Regions from separate parts of the Sus scrofa genome. Here region 1 is linked to region 2. The links are chromatin contacts, called in public promoter capture Hi-C maps. All regions are on one chromosome and are shown on one strand. Each heading gives the region's core, a stretch centred on a gene start, on an enhancer-like site or on the middle of the called end of the contact. The rest is flanking DNA. Distances are from core to core; before and after follow the strand shown.

Region 1 (4,937 bases), core at 900-3,399, 150 kb after region 2:
CTGCTCGGGGACGTGCCCCAGGGCAGACGCCCCAGTCCTGCAGCAGACCTGGGGGTGCTGGAGTAAGCCCCTTCCTGATGCTAGGGTGACTTCCATGCAGAGAACTCCCGCCAGCGTGCAAAGCAGCAGCGCCCCCAGCCCGCGCCTGCCCAGGGGCCTCCCCGTGTGACGTGACGGGTGGGTGAGGGCCGCCTTCTCGCCCTCGAGGCTTCCAGGCACCTGTGCTGTTTAATCCCCCGAGGGCTTCACATTGGAGGGTAAACATTTTCCTTCAGGGCTGCAAAAGCACAAAAATTGAACCCCGTTGTTTGAAATGCAAGCCAAGGGGACGTATAAGCAGGGCTGGTGCGGGCTTCCTACAAAGGCGGTGGGCGCGTGGGCGCAGCCTGGTTAGCAGCACGTGAGGCGTGCTTTCCAGTTTCCATCTCGAGCTGCTCGTGGGGCGCGTGCCGGGTCCAGGCAAGAACCCAGCCCCTCGCTCTCTTCCTCTCGATCCTGGGCCGGCTGCTTGCTGCTCATCTGACCGCAGGCCCTGTGCCTGCTGCAGCCCTGGGCTGAGGCCCTGGATCTGGTGGGGCATCCTGCACCAGAGGGACTGTGGCAGGTTGCAGCAAAGTGTCAGGGACAGAAACGAGGCAAACTCAAGAAAATTGGGAGACGTGGCAGAGGAAACAGCCTGGCGGGCATGTCTGTGCCACGGCCTCCATTCATGGAGCTGCGGAGCCTGGACCTGGGTTAACTAGAGGCCAGGGAGCCGGGTCTGGTCGTGCTGGCCTGGGTGCAAGGAAGGGAAGGGCCAGGCCGAGGCGAGGAGCAGAGGGTGAGCTGCGTGCACCCGGGCCCCTGTGTGTTAGGCCTTAGGGCCAGAGCATCTGTGCCAGCTCTGTCGTGGAGGGTGTGCTGCTGCTGTTGGTTCCCAAGCTGGCTGGGGGCTGAGGTCCTGTCACCTCTGGGCCGTTCCCGGGCTGCTGCCCTGTCCCAGCTGCTGGGGTGTCTGCAAAGCCTTGTGGACTCGAAGCGTCTCAGTGCCCAGGGGTTTCCCGGGCACCCCCCTGGTGGGAGGAGGGGCGTGCACACAGTGAGGAACGTTTGCAAGGTTGGGTTCCAGGCAGGGGCTCGATTCTGTGCGTGAACTAGGACGTTTGCCCCTCATTGGTTTTTTGGCCCCCCGGGGGGCAGGTTAGGGCACCCCTGACCCCTGAGCAACACAGGCTGAACCGCAAGTCCAGTCGAGTGGTTTTTCCAGTAGCAGCGCTGCAGCATGGCCTGTGGGGCTGACTCCACTGGCTGGGCTCCCTGCTGCGTGGCCTCTGGTACCTGTGGCCTCTCTGATAGGTGGGAGTGTCCGCTGTCCCTTTGCGGGGGACCTCTGACTCTGACTGCACGTCATGCTGAGCAGATAGCTGGGGTCAGGCCCGTCGTGGGAGCTATTATGCAAAGGGTTTCTGCCCCAGCAGCCCCGCTCCTGCCGTCCCTCCAGCGCCCTCTGCTGGGAAGATGCAGCCTGGCACTTGGGTGAGGGGCTCAGAGCGCCAAGAGGACGTCTCTCCGTGTAGGGCCCCCCCACCCCCACCAGCTGATGGGCCTCCTTCAAAGGACGCCCCCGTCCCCAGTCCCGCCTGCCTAAGACCATCCTGGGCTTCCTGGCCCTGGGAGGCGGGTCTCCACAGTGCTTAGTCAGGGCTGGGGGCGGCCTGCCAAGAGCGCGCAGCCCGGGGTTACCAGGAGCTCTGGCCTGAGCAGCCCGTTGGGCGGGAGGGGCGCAGCACCGCTTGGGTGCCCCTTGCTGTTCTGCCTTTTGCATTTGAATGTCCCCACCCAGCCTCAAAATCCGCACACACCTATTGTCTTGTCCAGGATGGTGTGGATAATAACCAGCCGTGCGGGCTTCCTCCTGGGTCTGACCCCAGCCCTGTCACCTTCCTGGAGCCTCCGGGACCCTCCAGGGCAGGGCCTGTCTCCTCCCCCCCCCCCACGTGTCCGGGATGAGGGCAGATTGAGGCGCTCCCGTTTGACTTTGTGTGGACTCCACGGTGCAGTCGTGCGAGTGGCTGGGTCGCGGTTTGGGGACTGAGGTCACGGGGACGGTCTTCCCTGCGCTGTGACTTTTGCTCCGGGGCTGCCCTGGGTGTGCAGGGAGGCGCCAGGTCCCTCGCAGCTCCGAGCACGTGTCCCGCCGAGTGCAGGCTGCCTGCGCGTGCCTGCGGCGGGTTCCACCTGCACTCCGGGTCACTGGCCAGCAGGGCACGGCCGCCCACGCGGTGACCTGGAGCTCTCAGGACCCCAGAGCCAGAAGGGCTGGCGTGGGTCGCTGGCCCCTGTTGCCGACTCCGTGAGGGTTGGGGCCTGTCAGCTGGGCAGAGGGCACCGCCGTGCGCCAGTGGGAGTTTGAACTGGTGCGGTTGCTGCAGTGGAGGAGGGGGTCGCTGTCTGGCCCTTCATGCCCCCTTTACCTCCTAGAAACTGGCCTCTTGATTGCGGGCCCCTGTGGGCCGGGCACTGCTGTGCCCTCACCCAGATGGAGCTGCCCATTGCAGCCAGAGCACCTGGGGTTGGCCTTTCCCTCTCAGAGGCCACACAGACCCCTCTCTCCTGCAGCATGGGTGCTTCCTTTAAAGGCGAGAGACAGCAGGAACCTGGAGGGAGAGCCCCGTGCCAGCCCCGTGCCCCCAGCAGAGGCGAGTGTGGTGCCGGGGAGGGCGTCTGTCCATGAGCTGAGCTTCCTGGGCCATAGTCTGTCTTTCTGACTGAGCATGGAGATAGGCCTGCTCAGCGAGGAAGGTCTGCTCCTGAGGCCATGAGACAGGTGCTGGCGGGACAGCCACAGGCCCAGGTCCCACCCGCTGCTATCAGTCCACCTGGCCTGGGGCGAGCTTGCACGTCGATGCCCCCCACCCCCCGCCCCAGCCCCGTGGGTACCACAGGCCGCGATGTCTCCCAAGACCGCCCTTGGCTGGAGAGGCCTAGGAAGAACACGGTGGGCGTGTGTCTCCCCACTACCTGCCAGCACAGGGCTTGGGGGGCTGTGGGCGGGCGAGGGCCTAGCAAGGGCCCCGTGAGAGCCACGCCTGCCCACACCTCAGGCCTTCCTGGTGGAAGGATCAGCTACGGAGACGGAGCAGCAGGGAGAAGCGGGGGGAACCAGAACAAGACAGGGTGCAGACAGCTGGCTGGGCAGGGTTTTAAGGCCAGAACACAGGGAGAGGGGAGTTAGCACTGGCACGGACTCCGAGCTTAGGAGGCCCGACAGGCAGGCCCGAGTGGATTGAAGTTACAGCTAAAGACGTCGCCTTGACCAAGGCCCAGAGGGAAAGAGACAGGACACGGGAGGGGCCCCAGCCTGGGCTGCTCGAAGGAGACAGGCTGCCCTGCTTGTGGAGGCGGTGGGGCCCAGGCTTCAGGGCGTAGCTGGAGTCACGGTGGGGGAAGAGGGCAGCATGTGAGTCCCGCTGAAGCTGCAGGAGGGGGCTGGGTGGGCTGTGTCTGCAGAGCACATCCTGCAAGTGGAAGCGCCCTGACCCCGCAGACTGGACGCTGCTGGTGCGTTGCCTGCAGACGCTTCCTCCGGGGAGTCCCCGTCTCTGCGGCCAGAATTCGCTGTAACTCAGACACGTCTTTTCTTCCCTGCGAGTCTGAGCTGTAGGGGGGGCGGGGGTGTCCTGTAACAGAGCCCCGAGGGCCGCCCTCTGCAGCCCACCCCCCAGGAGAGGCCGCGTCCCAGCAGGAAGCCTCCAGGTGGGCCTGAAAGGGCCTCGTGGGAACCCCGGGGACACCTGGGGAGGCGGGGTGGGCGTCCCAGCAAGAGGCGATAAAAACGTGGCTTCAGCTCCTGGAGGCCCAGTGCCGCGACCGGCAGTGTGCGTGGAGATGCGGCCCTGCCACGTGGCCATGCTCTGCGGGGGGTGCTGGGGACCGCCTGCTGTCAGCCTGGGAAGAGGGCACGGCCGCCCTCACCAGGAGCCAGAAGGTGCGGTACCCCCAGCCCTCACCTCCCCCGCCACAGACCCCGGCCCTGCTGCCGCCCAGCCTGCTCTTTGGCGCCCGTGCAGACCCGCCAGCTTTCTCGTCTGTAGCTTGGCTCATGCCCTCTGGGATTTGGGGAAATTCTACTTCGCTTGCCGTTGGATATTAGAAACAAAACCCTAGAGTTCCTGTTGTGGCTTAGCGGTAATGAACCCGACTAGAATCCATGAGAACAGAGGTTCGATCCCTGGCCTCGCTCCGTGGGTTAAGGATCCGGCGTTGCCGTGAGCTGTGGTGTACGTCACAGACACAGCTCGGATCTGGCATTGCTGTGGCTGTGGTGTAGCCTGGCAGCTACAGCTCTGATTCAACCCCTAGCCTGGGAACTTCAATATGCCGCAGGTGCAGCCCTAAAAAGCAAAAAAAAAAAAAAAAAAAAAAAAAAAAAGAGGAAGAAGGAGACCCCTAGCAGAAGACCATGGGGCGTCCACAGGGCCCCGTGGGCAGCTACATCTGTCGAGAAAGTGCATCTCAGGAGATGGGATCCCATTGGGGCTCTGCCCGTTTTAAGTCTGGAAGAGCGGAGGGCAGCTGCTCCCTGACCCGTGTGGGCGGGCAGGGCCTGTGAGGGCGTGGGATCCCCGCAGGGGTGCCCTCGGCCTTGGGGATCTCCTGGCCGCCTGTGCACAGGTCACACATGACCTTCACCCCTTCCTGAGACCACAGGGCCCGGCTCTGCAGCAGGGCTCAGCGTCTCTGGGCCCTAGGGCAGCCGTGTTCCTCAGCTGCCACTCACGGAGGGACGGGGGAAGCCCTGGTGGTGCCTCCTGGCTCCTGCATGTCCACCACCCACGGCATCGGTCAGCCACTTTGTGGCCTTCTGCTGGGTTCCTCTGGTGTGTGAAATCATTGGCGTGTCTGTCCAGAGGCACAGACGTGGCGGTGATGCGGGGCAGGTCCAAAGTGAGGCTGCA
Region 2 (5,266 bases), core at 596-3,095:
TTGGCAAGGGCTGCTCCTTAAGAAAGAAGATGTTACGTGTGATTTCCTTCTAGCAACAGGTTGAAAATTCCTACTTTTCACTATTATTGTTGATTTTAATTAAAAGTTTTCCTCTTGGGCGTTCCCTTCGTGGCTCAGTGGTTAACAAACCTAAGATCCATGAGGATACAGGTTCATCCCTTGGCTCACTCAGCGGGTTAAGGATCTGGTGTTGCCGTGAGCTGTGGTGTACAGGTCGCAGACATGGCTCGGATTCTTCGTCGCTGTGGCTATGGTGTAGGCCGGCAGCAGCTCCAGTTTGACCCTTTGCCTGGGAACCTCCATATACCATGAGTGTGGCCCTAAAAAGCAAAAAAAAAAAAAAAAAAGTCTCTTCTTGGTTCAGTGATGACAAGAAGGCATATAAGGGAAACTCGGCCAAGTAAATGAATAACATTAGTGTGGTAAATAGTAACAAAGGGGGGGGGTCACTCTTCAAAATCAGCCCTAGAATTCCCTAGTGACTCAGCAGGTTAAGAATCCAGTGTTATAAGTGCAGTGGTTCCAGTTACTGCAGCAGCGCCGGTCCCATTCAAGGCCTGACAATTTGCAAATGCTGTGGGTAGAGCCAAAAAAAAAAAAAACTCCCCAAGACAAAGAACACAGTCAGCCCTAAATACCATTTGCTTAAACCTCACATACTTTGATTACTCTTACAGCCCTTAGTGAGGTAATCTGCTCTATGTCACAAGTACATGAGAACTGCCTACTTCGGCCTTTATCTTCATAGAATGATCAGAGTCTGACAACAGATGATATGATTTTCCTCAACAGAATTAAAAAACCGGAGTTCCCATTGTGGCTCAGTGGTTAACGAATCCGACTAGGAACCATGAGGTGGTGGGTTCGATCCCTGGCCTCGCTCAGTGGGTTAACGATTCGGCGTTGCCATGAGCTGTGGTGTAGGTTGCAGACGTGGCTTGGATCCCGCGTTGCTGTGGCTGTGGCGTAGACCAGTGGCTATAGCTCCGATTCAACCCCTAGCCTGGGAACCTCCATATGCTGCAGGAGCGGTCCTAGAAAAGGCAAAAAAATAAAAAAACAAAAACAAAAAGTGCAATATATCTATAGTTGCCTTGGCAGGGTGGCCAGGTATCTAGAATAGAATTAAAATATGAAATTGGTCCTAAAACTATGGTAAAATGGAACAACATAACCTAAAAGAGGGCTAAAAAGCACCAGGACTTAAGGTCTTTGTTTCAGGGTGAAATGTTGACCTCACAGGACCTGGAACAATCTTTACACAGTCAATGAGTTTGTGTTCACAAGTCAAGCTACAGCACAAAAGTAAAACAGTTACAGGTGTTTTTCTCACAAACAAAACTTTCAGAAAGCCCACTTAAGAGCATCTGGAAGGCGCTGGAATTCAACCTGGTGACATCTGATCTATGCGAGCCAAGTGCAAAACTGTGCTCTGCTAAAAAGTGATGGAAGTCTTACTCGACTCAATTCCAAAGCGCTATGAAAAGCAGCAGAAGATAGCAACACACAAAACCAGGGCTAGAAAAACGCCAAGGCGGGGCCGTGCGGCCTCGCCCACGCCCCTCCCCCGGGGGCAGCCAGCTGGAGCGGCACCGCCCGCAGCACCACGCCAGGGGCCGCACCTCACCTGCAGGACTCGGCTTCCAGGCCCGACACAACCCACTGGAGGCCTGTGGACCACGTACAGCCACCTCCACCCGACCCCGGCGGAGCAGCCCGGGCTCCTGCCTGAGCAGCAGCCCCGCAGTCGCCCCCGCCCGGGCCCTGGCCCCGGGCGGAGAGCGCGTAGCAGCAGCCACGGCGCCGCCATGTTGACCCGGAAGCGGTACCTACGCGGTCCGGGCCTCCCGGGGCGCCTGCGCGGTCCCGGCCTCCCGGGGCGCCTGCGCGGTCCCGGCCTCCTCGGGGCGCCTGCGCGGTCCGGGCTGCCTGCGCAGTCAGGCCGGCTGCGTCTCTGATCCCGCAGAGGTTCGCAGGTGGTTTGAGGCGCCACACTGTGCAGAGCGCTGCGAGTAGACCTGCAGCCGGGCGGACGCGGGAGGGAGGGCTTCAGGACTCTGCGCCGGGCCGCTTTTCCCAGGAGGACTTGGCGCAGCGGCTCCTAAGGCCGCGGAGGGCGCGAGAGAGCCCGAAGGGCGTGGAGCGTGCGCAGATGCGACCCTGACCGCGACTCCTGCTCGGATCCCCGACTCAGACCAGGACTTCGACCCCAACTCCCGCCTGGATCCCCGACCCTAACTCCGACTCCCCCCCCGGGACCAGGACTCTGACCCCGACTCCGATCCGCAGACCCAGTCAGGTCTTGGCGCGGGGAGGGTGCTGCCCAGGGGAGGGCTTTGCTGGTGCAGCCTCTGGCCCCTGGGCGGTGCCTGGAAGGTCCTGCGCGCTAGAGGACGAGGAAGGGGCCTCGGGTAAGAGCAGGGTCTTCAGAAGAGGGTAGCAGACGGCTGGCATTCTTGTCCTTCAAGATGCTTAATTTCGGAGAGGTTACAACCTTCTCCTGGAGGCAGGCGGACTCACTCTGGAAGTCGTGCCCATCTCTTGTGTCCAGGATCACAGCCCAAGAGAAGTAGGCCACTCTCGTCCCTGGGGAAAGGGCAGGGGTCTGAGGCATCCTGCCCTTGGGATTCCGTACCCTATGGTCCCTCTTTCGCGGCCCACCTGAGGTCTGGTGCTTGAATGCTTAGCTCTGAGACTGCTGGTTGTGTTACAGGGTCACTTCAGCTTGTTTCTCTGTTTTTCTGTATTCCCCAGATTCCTGGTCGCTCAAGGAGAGCCAGTTCTCCTAACTGCTACCTAGTGCCTGGCGCCATGTCAAACATTCATTTACTCTTCACAGGTGTGCAGACTCCTTTTATGTCTGTTTTACAGAGAGGGAAACAGATTTAGAGCAATTTAAAGTAAGCTCCCGAGGTTACAGCTAAGGAGTCATGAGCAGAATTTCAGAGCTCGTTTGACTGTTTGCAGGGCCTGTGCTCTCCGACCTATGGATTCAGGTGTGACAGGAGTGACAGGTATGACACACGTCAGCCATCCTTCCCCCACAGTCGTGAAGCTAGAAAGGTTTGGGGACTTTTTAAGTGAAGTGTCCCGAGCATTGGCCCTTGGCTGCAGGCCTGGCTGGTTGTGGGGAGTGGCTGCCCCCGACCTGCACAGGGGCCCCCCTTCCTTTCTCACGTTCTCTCTTCACAGCCCAGTTTCCTCCTTCAGCGTTTTTCTTCCCTGGGTAAATTGTCCCACCCACGTTCTGCCCTCCGCAGACCAGTCCCGTGACTATGACCAGGCTTCCGACAGTGGTTTCTTGCACGCTCGCACCCTATCAAAGCTTGTGCAACTCCTCCAGACAGGAAGTAACCAAGCCCCACACTCACCCATTCTCTCCAGGCAGCACAGCAGATCTGTGACTCAGAGCCTTCCGTGTTTGGGGAGAACACAAGATGCAACCCTATTAACGTTGTTTAAAAGTGTTGGAAGCTAACCTCTTTGCAAGAGTTAGTTGGAAGCTGTGCAGGAAGATGGCAGGAGCCGGGCTTTGGAGAAAGAGTGCTGGCTTATGTCCTTCCAAGTCTGTGACCTTGAGCAAGGGATTACCTTCTCCAAACTTCACTTTTCTCATCAGCAAAACAGGGATAAAATTATCGTCAAAAGGAGGCTGAGAGTGTGTCCCACGGAGCTGTCATAAAGGTAAAATGCAATAAAAGCATGTGAAAGCAGGACTTCGTGAGTAGCCTGGTGACTAAGGATCCAGCATTTTCACTGCTGTGGCCCTTGTTCGATCCCTGGCCCAGGAACTTCTGCATGCCACAGGCACAGACAAAAAAAGCATGTACGTGAAAGCAGCTTGTCCACATCCAGGACGCTGTGGGAAGCGAGGTTCTGGGAAACATCCATTCATTTATCCAAGAGCATTTACTTAACTGCTTTGAGGGCTGGCTGTGTCCCCCGCCTCAAGCGAGTGGTTGGCCTTGACTCTGAAACCTACTCTGCTTCAGTCCACGTCTGCAGGGGCCTCGGGATGGGGGGTTTGGCTAGAGGATTCAGGCGCCCTGTGGCCTGGACCTGGAAGAGAAGGGCCTGGGAGAGTGGCGTCTGCACTCCTGTCACCTGCTCCCTTTACTTTTTCTTTTTAGGGCCACACCCATGGCATATGGAGGTTCCCAGGCTAGGGATCAAATCTGAGCTGCAGCTGCCAGCCTACACCGCAGCAACAGCAGCGCCAGATCTGAGCCGCATTTGCGACCTACAGCACAGCTCATGGCAATGCCAGATCCTTAATCCGCTGAGCGAGGCCCAGGATCGAACCCACATCCTCAGTGATACTAGTGGGGTTCATTTTGGCTGCGCCACGACGGGAACTCCTGCCTTACTTTTCTGTACCTCGTGACTTGTGTTTACTTGCTTGGGCTTCTCAGCCCTCTGAGCTCTACCCGGGGCCTCTGGCTCAGCTTCCTCCAAGTCCACCAGGCATGCTCACATGAACTGCCTCGCCTCCAGGCCTGACCTAGGCCTCTGCCTGGCTTCCTGATACCACGGTGCAAAGCCTGGCCTCAGGAAGTGGAGGGGCCGCAGGGAGGGAAGAGGATCGGGGGCCCCCCATGCTCTTGCGGTCCCTCCAGCTCCACGCTTGATCCTTGGTGTGGAGGAGTCCTGGCTCCTCTCCCCGCCGAGGGGCTGCATGCAGGGCCTCAGTCAGGCTGCTCAGGGGACGTACACCCATCGCCCTGTCTGTGAAAATAGGAACAGTGCTTTAGCAGTATGGGGACAGAAGTGATCTTTGGGGTCATATTTGGTTTTAAGAGCTATTGTAGTTCCCTCTTGCTCTTGCTGGTTAAGGATCCGGCCTTGTGACTACCGTGGCTCGGGTTGGATTCCTGGCCCCAGAACTTCCACATGCCACTGCCATAGCCAAGAAAGAAAAGAAAAGAAAAAAAGATCTAGGCTTCATTATTAATATCAGAGCAAATAACTATTTCCCTTCCAAATTAGGCAGCTTGGCAGCAACTAAAGGGCTAAACTTTCTATTTAAGTATTTATTTATTTTTTGCTGCCTCGAGGCATATGGAGTTCCCGGGCCAGGGATCAGCTCCAAGCTGCAGTAGCACTTGCAGCCACGCCAGCTCATTAGCCCATGCTCCTGGTACCCTCGTGCCCCAGCAGGAATTCCTAAACCTTTTTAGAGCCACACCAGCAGCATACGGAGGTTCCCAGGCTGGGGACTGAATCGGAGCTACAGCTGCCAGCCTGC

Evidence for each region. Promoter capture Hi-C pulls out the DNA fragments that hold promoters and counts their contacts.
Region 1: a promoter capture Hi-C map of liver shows a contact between it and region 2, with 8 times the contacts expected there. The contact joins the enhancer-like site here to the promoter of SPG7 in region 2. A contact is called at or near these places in 2 of 5 promoter capture datasets (fetal liver and liver), 5 of 47 Hi-C or Micro-C datasets (epiblast stem cells, fetal heart ventricle, fetal skeletal muscle and 1 more) and 2 of 2 datasets of contacts at active chromatin or transcription factors (alveolar macrophages and skeletal muscle).

What each region holds. Positions count from the first base shown.
Region 1 is chr6:589,027-593,963 of Sscrofa11.1, forward strand. The region is part of intron 4 of ANKRD11 (ankyrin repeat domain-containing protein 11); the gene reads left to right. Among named protein-coding and RNA genes, the nearest start is that of CDH15, 61 kb to the right of the region's middle. Within about 2 kb of position 2,150, at least 1 of the 83 cell types and tissues checked has an H3K27ac peak or open chromatin away from gene starts, as enhancers often do. A contact at or near this core is called in liver, where this site is marked.
Region 2 is chr6:437,361-442,626 of Sscrofa11.1, forward strand. It overlaps SPG7 (paraplegin), which reads right to left and starts at 1,846. Exons shown (of 17, transcript XR_002345286.1): 1 at 1,649-1,846. It overlaps LOC102168077 (a long non-coding RNA gene), which reads left to right and starts at 1,937. Exons shown (of 2, transcript XR_002345290.1): 1 at 1,937-2,860; 2 at 2,989-5,266.